2 separate regions of the Capra hircus genome follow, and region 1 is linked to region 2. A link is a contact called in public Hi-C data. All regions are on one chromosome and are shown on one strand. Each heading gives the region's core, a stretch centred on a gene start, on an enhancer-like site or on the middle of the called end of the contact. The rest is flanking DNA. Distances are from core to core; before and after follow the strand shown.

Region 1 (4,807 bases), core at 48-2,547, 92 kb before region 2:
CTGTGGTGTTGGAGAAGAGTCTTGAGGGTCCCTTGGGCTGCAAGGAAATCCAACCAGTCCATCCTAAAGATCAGTCTGAATGTTCGTTGGAAGGACTGATGCTGAAGCTGAAACTCCAGTACTTTGGCCACATGATGCGAAGAACTGACTCATTGGAAAAGACCCTGATGCTGGGAAAGATTGAAGGCGGGAGGAGAAAGGGATGATAGAGGATGAGATGGTTGGATGGCACCACCGACTCGATGGACATGAGTTTGAGTAAGCTCTGGGAGTTGGTGATGGACAGGGAATCCTGGCGTGCTACAGTCCATGGGGCCGCAAAGAGTTGGACACAACTGAGTGATTGAACTGAACTATACCATTCAGCGCCCACTTCCTGAGAGCCTCAGGGTGAACACAGCCTGACCTGCTGAAGAACACAACAGAACACAGTACAAATGGCTAATAAACACATGAGACGAAAAGTTCATTTGTAATCAAAGAAATGCAATTTTAAAAGAACGCTGGGTAAGCATGCCATCAATCAGACTGGCAGAGCGGAAAAGCGCTTGGTGACACCAGAGGGTGGCTGTGCACTGTGGGGTTGGAAGGACACACATCAGCTCAGCCTTTGCAAACGGGGCACATCCATCCAGCACCCCGATCCAAGACCCACTCCCAGAGCCAGCCAGTCCACTTTTAGGGATTTACTTAATAGAACAAGTTCTAGTGGTGGGAGGAAATGCTGACCAAGGTGGCAATAGTTATAAAATAGTAGGTAGAAGCATTATAAACTGTGTTCCATACAAAAGTGTGTGTGTGTGTGTGTGTGTGAACAAATGACCAAAACACCCAGAACAAACAAAAGACATTAACAGTGTGTAACAGAGTGTGTTTTAAGTAATTTCTTTATCCTTTGCACTAACTTGAGATCTAACCTTTCTAAGCAGAAGGAAGCTCTGATACATATGATTAAAATATTCATGACAGCAGTGGTTCTCAACTCTGACAGCGCCACTGGCAGCATTTTGGGGGGCATGGAAAGCAGAGCCCACCTGGATTGCCAAGAAATTTCAGTGTCCTGCACTGGAAGGAAACCAGCTAGCTTGCTCCTCTCTCTGGCAACCTTCCCCTGCATGGGCCACTTGCCCACAGGTCTCCCACCACCAGGCAGTGTGAGCAGACATCCTCCTCGCATCTAGCCTCCCTCAGCCACGGAGCTCCCAGGCTGGGCAGGCAGCTCTGGAGGCTGCCAGAGGCTCCGAGGGAGCCGCTAGACTGGGGCTGGGCTGGGAGCGGGGTGGGAATCGTGCCCTCTGATGCCTCACTGCACAGCACACCAATGCAGCCAAGGCCCAGTGGGGAAGGCCTGAGAAGGACTACTGCCCGGCTGATCCAGCAACTCTGCAGGAGGACGGACAGACTGCAGTGTCTGTCTGCAGGCCCTCAGAGATACTCCAGGCCCTATTTTTGGTCCAGCCACCCAAGAATACCTCCTTCTGCCCTCCAGTCAGTATCCAACCAGTCAGTGACCCTTGCTTAATTCGACCTGGCAACTCTGAGTGCCAGAAAGTTCTTCCTATTGTTGAGTTGTCTTCCTGCAACTTGTCCCCTACCTGTTCCAGTTCTGCTCCTTGAACAAGAATGGGCCCCTGTCCCCAAGGTCATCCCCCTCTCCCCGCCTTTTTACCCCCCACTCTGAACATCTTAGGGTCTTTTCAGTAAGTGGGAGTTTTGGACCCATGTCCGTCAGTCAGTTGGTTTTTATCTCCCCAGAAACTTTCCTCAAGATTACAAGCAAGATCTTCTCTCTTTGAAATGCACACAATTGATTTTTTTGGACCTAAATTCAGGTCTTTGCAATTCACTTTACATTTCATTTTCTTGGATTTGATCCAGTGTTCCAGACTGTTAGGATATCCTCATTTAAATTTTGAACCTGTTGCTATGTGGGTGTTATGGCTCTTATCCACAGATTCGAGGAGCATGCCTTTTATTTTTCCCTCTCAATTATTTAACATCAATGTCAAGGTCAAAGTCTGAGGGACCGCTAAGCTGTATTAGAGTTAATACAAAGTCTTGTCACCAGTCCTCCAGCCCCGTTGCCACTGCTCAGTTCCCAGGGCTCTCATAAGAGATCTTAGCCGGGTCCTGCTGAAATCTCGTAATTCATCTTTCTACCTCTTAGAAACCCAGTGTGAAAGAGGAAACGTGGGAGGTTTAGCCTGAGTTGTTTTTAGCACTAATATTGGCCCCTAATGACTACTACATCACTACATTTTTTTTCTTTCTTTTTGGAAAAAAAATCGTTTTTATTAAAAAAAGCAATATGTTTACTATAAAGCAGTCTGAGCACTACAAAAGAAAAGAGTGAAATAAACACCCCTGCAATTTCACACCAAGAGATGCCCCCATGGCCATTGCCTTTGTGATGCTCTCAGCCACATCCCAAAGGTTCTGGCCAAGTCGACTGACTGTACCCTACATTTCCAGCATCTCATCAAGCTGACACCAGGGCTCTCTGTTTTGCTTTCTTTGAAGCCACTTCTAGGATCAGCCTAGACGTGTGGGAGTGGAGCAACCTTCAACTGGTGAAGAGGAACAAACAGCTGTCAGCCACCCATCGCTGTGGGGAAAATCTCGGGTGCCTTCTGCACTTTTCTCAGAAGGCGTCCAGAGAGGTAGAACCCTAGTGGCCCACCACTAAGCCCAGTTCATCCACTCAGTTCTGTTCTTGCCTTTTCTCCTTTTCCCATCTCAGTCTCTTGACCTCTGCTTTCAGGCATCAGCTCCTTCTCTTAGGGTATACTTTCAGAAGCAGGAGGACCCAAAGATGTTAGTGACCATCTCTTTGCATGTACTTTACATATACATTTAATAATGCTGCTGCTACTGCTAAGTCGCTTCAGTCGTGTCGGACTCTGTGCGACCCCAGAGACGGCAGCCCACCAGCATAAAGGGGATCATACTACATGTGTGTTCTAAAGTCTGCTTTTTAAAAAGTTACTCACAGTAGGTAGTAAATATATTTTCATACCAGTAAATAAAATCCTAAACACAACCCATAAGCATGCTGTGGCAAGTGCTCTCATCATTTAATTTACTTAATTTAGTGACATTAGATGATTTCTAATTTTGCACTGTGATGAAAATGCTTGTGCACATATCTTTGCAAGTGTACAGGATGCCTCCTTTGAAAAAATTCTGTGATGTCTGATCAGTTTATTGTCTTCTAAGTCAGCAAAAACAAGACCTGGAGCTGACTGTGGCTCAGATCATCAGCTCCCTATTGCAGAATTCAGACTTAAATTGAAGAAGGTAGAGAAAACCACTAGGCCATTCAGGTATGACCTAAATCAAATCCTTTATGATTATACAGCGGAAGTGACAAATAGATTGAAGGATTAGATCTTGTAGACAGAGTGCCTGAAGAAAGATGGACAGAGGTTTATAACAATGTATAGGAGACAGTGACCAAAACCATCCCCAAGAAAAAGAAATGCAACAAGTCAAAATGGTTGTCTGAGGAGGCCTTACAAACAGCTGAGGAAAGAAGAGAAGTAAAAGGCAAAGGAGAAAGGGAAAGATATACCCAACTGAATGCAGAGTGCAAAGACTATCAAGGAGAGATTAGAAAGCCTTCTTAAGTGAACAATGCAAAGAAATAGAGGAAAACAATAGAATGGGAAAGCTAGCGATCTCAAGAGAATTAGAGATACAAAAGGAATGTCTTATGCAAAGATGGACACAATAAAGGACAGAAACAGTGAGGACCGAACAGAAACAAGAGATTAAGAAGAGGTGGCAAGAATACACAGAAAAACTGTACAAAAAAGATCTTAATGAACCGGATAACCACGATGGTGTGATCACTCCCCTAAAGCCAGACATCCTGGAGTGTGAAATCAAGTGGGCCTTAGGAAGCATTACTACAAACAAAGCTAGTAGAGGTGATGGAATTCCAGCTGAGCTATTTCAAATCCTAAAAGATGATGCTATGAAAATGCTACACTCAATACACCAGCAAATTTGGAAAACTCAGCAATGGCCATAGGACTACAAAAAGTCAGTTTTCATTCCAATCCCAAAGAAGGCCAATGCCAAAGAATGTTCAGACTACCAGATAAATTGTGCTAATTTCACATGCTAGCAAGGTAATCTTTCAAATCCTTCAACAATACGTGAGCTGAGAACTTCCAGGTTTACAAGATGAATTATAGAAAAGGCAGAGGAACCAGAGATCAAATTGCCAACATCTGTTGTATCATAGAAAAAAGCAAGAGAATTCCAGATAAACATCTCCTTCTGCTTCAGTGACTATGCTAAAGCCTTTGACTATGTGGGTCACAACAAACTGTGGAGAATTCTGAAAGAGATGGGAATACCAGACCACCTTATCTGCCTCCTGAGAAATCTGTATGCAGATTGAGAAGCAACAGTTAGTATGGAACATGGAACAATAGGACTGGTTCCGAATGGAGAAAGAAGTATGTCAAGGCTGTATATTGTCATCCTGCTTATTTAACTTAGGTAGAGTACATCAAGCAAAATGCTGGGCTGGATGAATCACAAGCTGAAATCAAGACTGCTGGGAGAAATATCAACAACCTCAGATATACGGATGACACCACCCTTATGGCAGAAAAGAAGAACTAAAGAGCCTCTTGATCGAGGTGAAAGAGGAGAGTGAAAAAGCTGGCTTAAAAACTCAACATTCAAAAAACGAAGATCATGGCATCCGGTCCCATCACATCATGGCAAATAGATGGGGAAACAACGGAAGCAGTTACAGACTTCATTTACTTGGGTTCCAAAATCATTGCAGATG
Region 2 (4,885 bases), core at 33-2,532:
AGGCTCAACAACTTACAGGCATGAGCTCCTAGAGCAGTGGTTCTCAGTGGAGTAGAGTTCTGCTGCCTGGGGACACTTGGTAGGGCCTGGGGACACGGTTGTCACAACTTGGGGGGGTAGCAGCAGAGGAGACTACTAGCATACAGCGGGTAGAGACCAGGAAAGCTGCAAACACCCTGCAATGCATGGATCAGCCCCCCACCAAGAATCACCAGCCCCCAGAGTCTACAGGGCCAAGACTGAGAAACACTCACCGAGGGATATAAAGCCTTCATTTCAAATAAGTGCTGCGCCCTGAAGGGAGAAAAGCCCTCTGCTCAGGGGTGTAAAGGGGAGGGGAGGATCAGGGCCAGTTCTCAGCCTCCCAGGACCCCCTATCCAGAGAGATCAAGTCTAGAGGTGGAGTTTTAGGCAGAAGGCTTCGGGTCACCCCCTCACATCACAGTCTAGGAAACAGAGAGGGTAGCAGGGGCTACCCCCTCCTCCCCTGGCAAACACCCCCCCACCCCAACCTGCTTCCCCAGCTGAGAGGCAAGAAGTAGAGGATGGCAGGTTTGAAGCTTCCAGCCTTCATGATAAATAGACAGGCAGTCCCGGCCAGGCTGGGGGCTGCCCTATGAAAGCCGGCTCCCCACTCCATGTCTTCAGAGCTGACCTGCACCCAGCTGACCCTCAGGACTCTCCAGGCCAGATGACACGGCCCCAAAACACAAGACACACCCCCCTCCCCCACGAACAGCACCAGCCGCCTGGGCTCTAGGCTGGGAGCCAGAGACCCAGAAGCCCTCCTGGGGCAAGAAAGACTGCTCCCACCACAAACCCTGGCTGCCCCCTCCCTCGGGGGGGCTGTGTGTGTGTGTGTGTGTGTGTGTGTGTGTGTGTGTGGCTGTATGTGTGTGTGTGTGTGGCTGTGTGTGTGCGTGTGTGTGTGTGTCTGCCTCATCCTCTTGACTGGGCACTTCTGGGGCACTTGAGTCCTCCGGGGAAGGCACATATACTACGCGCTCATTGTGTGTTGACAAAGGAGCCGGTGGCAGTGTCTGGCCCAAGGTAAGATGTTATTCCGATCCAGTGAGTGTGTACGCGGTGCTTCCTGACACTTCCCCAGCACCCTTGCTCAAGAAAGGAGCTGCCAAATCAGCTGGCTGCGGAGTCAGCTAGGACTGGAGACACAGAGTGTGAGCTGGCCGGGGGCGGAAGCCCTTGTTGGGACCAGGTGCTCACACCCAGCGACAGCCTGGCCAAGTCCCCGGCTCAGCTGCCTGTCCCCAGATCGGCTGGTAACAGGGTGCCATCTGCTGGTGAGACAGCAGAAAAGTGGCCCAAGTGTGAGTGAGCCTGGGAGGAGAGAGGGAAGGCTGGAGGGGAGGGGGAGAAAGTCTTGGTCTCCTCACTTGGTTATCCCACAGCACCCAGCCTAGCCCCTCAGTTCCCTGGGGATGGATCAAGTCCATTTCATATTCATTCTGTCTCACACACACACACACACCCACACACACACAGATATCTAGAGACCTCCCCAGATAATACCTCCAACCCCCAGCCAGTCCTCTATAACACGCCAGGAAAAGAAAGTTCCAGATGGTAAATAGTAAGCCAGTGGTTCCCAAAATTCAAGGCAGGGAAGAATCATACAGAGTTCATGTTAACATGTAGGTCACCACGCCCACCTTCTGAGATTCCACTGTGAAAGCTCCAGAGTGGGGTCCACGGTTTGCACGTAAGCAGACATAGCCCTTGGGGGCAGCCCCTTTCTGCTTACCACCTAAGACATCTTAAACAGCCACGCAGATATTAGACTCTCATTATTTTCCTCCTTTCAAAGGACAAGGTCGGCTGACTGTGGTTCCAAAACAGTGTGAGAGGAGAGGCAGCCTAAGGAGGGAGGAGGGTTACTTGTGTCTTCAAGCTCTCCTCTTCCTAGCCACCTCCTCCCCACAATGGGGGCAGCAGGGGCCACGGGAAAGGCAGGGCTAAGCTACTCAGAACTGTGGCTGAACCTGGCTCCAGCTCTAAACAGCTGTGTCACTAGTAGGCCACTCACACCCTCAGCCTCAGCTCCAGCATCTGTTAGACAGAGGAAGCTCCTACTTCATTTCTTTTTTCCACCTTTTTGGCATGTGGGATCTTAGTTCCCCAACAAGGAATTGAACCCACACCCCCTTTATTGGAAGGCAGAGTCTTAAACGCTGGACCACCAGGGAAGTCCCAAAGCTCCTACTTCGAAAGAAAGACAGCAGAGGAGACAAGGGAAATACCCTAATGCTAGGGGACATTTAGAAACACTGCATAAAAAAGTTCCACGCTCCAGTTTCTTCACCTGTAAAATGGGGATATTAATATCACCTCTGGCTTACAGTTGTGAGAATTAAATGAGTCAAAACCAGTAAAGTGCTGACAGCGATGCCTGGCATTCAATAACTGCTCCTACCACTTTGATGAGGGAGGCACAATTACCACCCCCATTTCATAGACGAGGAAACCAAGGCTCCAAGAGGTAAAGCAATCTGCTAAGGGAGCAAGCTAGTGGGTGGCAGAGTGGGGGTTCAAACCCAGGCCATATCAGTGGAGGAGAGCCTTGAGTACTCAGGTAAGTGCAACCAGATGAGTGACAAGCACAGGATTCCAGAGTTCCTCTCCTGAGGGCCCACAGCCCTCAGCTCCCCATGCAAAAGCTCTCCCCTTCCCCACCCTACGCGGCCCTCTGCCAGGCCTCCCTCCCAAACCAAATGCGGTCCAGGGGCTAAGACTCCATGCTCCCTATGCAGGGGGCCTGGGTTTGATCCCTGGTCAGGGAACTATATGCCACATGAAGACCGAAGATCCCAACTAAAAGCTGACACAGCCAAATAAACGAATAAATAAATAAACTTTAATAATAAATGAATATATTTTTTTAAAAAGCCAGTGGCTATCTTCAAGTCTGTTTGCTGGCAGAGATGTTTCGCTCACTATTGTTCGGTTCAGCCAACACCACTATGTACTTACAAAGTGCCGGATACCACTCTGGCTCTTGGCAGGTGGGGGACAAAAGACACAGGATCTCTGCCCTCCAGGGACACTGAATGAGTGCTCCAGAGGAGGAAGGGAGCAAGGGGTGGATCAGGTAGGGCTGAGGGCTTCCTGGAAGAGGTGGTGACCAAGCACATCTTGAAGCTGAGTATCCCTCTACTTTCTGGGCCACCACCCCCTGCCCTAAGACCCTCAGAGACACCTGAACAAAGGCTGCTAGCAGAAACACTCCACCTTCCCAATCTCTCAGACAGTAACTCTCTTGGAAATGCTCCTCCATGAGACGGAGAGACAGACAGACACAAGTACACACATGCCTACCTGCTGGTGAAATTCCTCTCTGTGTGCCAAAGGCCCAACTCAAATCCCAATCCAGCTACTTGTACAATCATCCCCTGGGCAGGTCTGCACTCACCTCCTCTGTGTTCCTGCCACACACCTGTGACTCTAAGGGGGCACTTACATCCCAGCGGGTCACACACACAGATCACACACACGCACGCTTATATATGGTGGAAAGTAAATAAATATCTGAAAGTGAATGTGTTAGTCACTCAGTCGTGTCCGACTCTTTGCAACACCATGGACGGTAGCCCGCTAGGCTCCTCTGTCCATGGGATTCTCCAGCCAAGAGTACTGGAGTAGATTGCCATTCCCTTCTCCAGGGGGGGTCTTCCTGACCCAGGGATCAAACCTAAGTCTCCTGCATTACAGGCAGATTCTTTACCATCTGGGCCACCAGAGAATCCCCAATAAATGTCTACTGAATCCAACTAAATGGGATGGTTTGCCTATGTGCTTACAGCCTCAGGGTAGCTACATGGGCTAAAATGCTATGACCAGTTCAACAATATATGACATGATTCAATTAAAACAGTGGAGTGAAAAGGTGCCTCTTGGCTAGGTGACCTGGAAAAAGCCCACTTGGCCTTCCCCCCTCCATCTCCTCATCCGAAATCTGTGGTTAGTCATGCCTGGTGGGTAACATCCATCACGGGGAGGCTGTGAAGATTCAGCAAGGTCACACTCATGAGGCACCTGTGCATGTCCTGGGGCTACCTGGAGTGTCATCTACCATCACCTGGTACAAGGGCACATACATATTTGCAGCTGTCAACAGTCCGAGGGCAAGCAGACGGGCTCCCAGCAGATGACACCCCTACTCAGGGCGTTCCAAACCTCTTTGATTATGACCCATAGCAAGAAACATGTCTTATCTGGGACCCCATATATACAACTGAGCACAACTACAGTAAAATCCATGGAACACTGCCCTTTATGGCGAAGGGTGCATACTGATACTGTGTCTTTCACCTTCCCCTTCTATCTCATTTCCAGCCTGATTCAATAAACCACGGAGAGGGGGCCCTGCAGCTGGAAAAGCCATGCCCTCACTCACCCAGGGTGTCGGAGCCGCTCTCCACGGTCTCGTTGACCTTCCTCGCAACTCTGGCCACGGCCTCACCCATCTTCCTCAGCATGCAGACGTGGGTATCCTATCGCCAGCCACCAGGCTGGTCTGCTGCTCACGAAGGAACCTGCACCTGGGAAGACACAGGGCCATGAAGTGCCCACCCACAATCAGCCAAGGACCCACCCCTGACCTGCCTTTCCTGGGGACCCAGGCTGCAGGAAGTCTGCAGGGAGGGCCCCAGGCCACTCACCTCCTCCTGAGGGGCCCAGAGCCCAGGTGACATCTAGCTCAGCCTTCAGAGCGGCTGATCCACCCATCAGCCCGGCCCTACCAGCTTCCTGGGAGGGTTAACATGTGTGACCTCGCCAAGACCTCAACCCGTGTACAGGCAGGTGTGAGGACTCTGGTGTGTGCTGGCCTGTGACTCACTGAACTGGCAGGGCAGCGGAGAGGAGGCAG

Evidence for each region. Hi-C and Micro-C count contacts between places; a contact is called where the count stands out from the background.
Region 1: a Hi-C map of blood shows a contact between it and region 2, with 2.8 times the contacts expected there. The contact joins two enhancer-like sites. A contact is called at or near these places in 2 of 5 Hi-C or Micro-C datasets (blood and liver).

What each region holds. Positions count from the first base shown.
Region 1 is chr28:19,178,526-19,183,332 of ARS1.2, reverse strand. The region is part of intron 2 of NPFFR1 (neuropeptide FF receptor 1); the gene reads right to left. Among named protein-coding and RNA genes, the nearest start is that of NPFFR1, 5.2 kb to the right of the region's middle. Within about 2 kb of position 1,297, at least 1 of the 5 cell types and tissues checked has an H3K27ac peak or open chromatin away from gene starts, as enhancers often do.
Region 2 is chr28:19,086,683-19,091,567 of ARS1.2, reverse strand. It overlaps LRRC20 (leucine-rich repeat-containing protein 20), which reads right to left. Exons shown (of 6, transcript XM_018042587.1): 2 at 4,412-4,556. The coding sequence starts at 4,493. Among named protein-coding and RNA genes, the nearest start is that of LRRC20, 8.2 kb to the right of the region's middle. Within about 2 kb of position 1,282, at least 2 of the 5 cell types and tissues checked have an H3K27ac peak or open chromatin away from gene starts, as enhancers often do.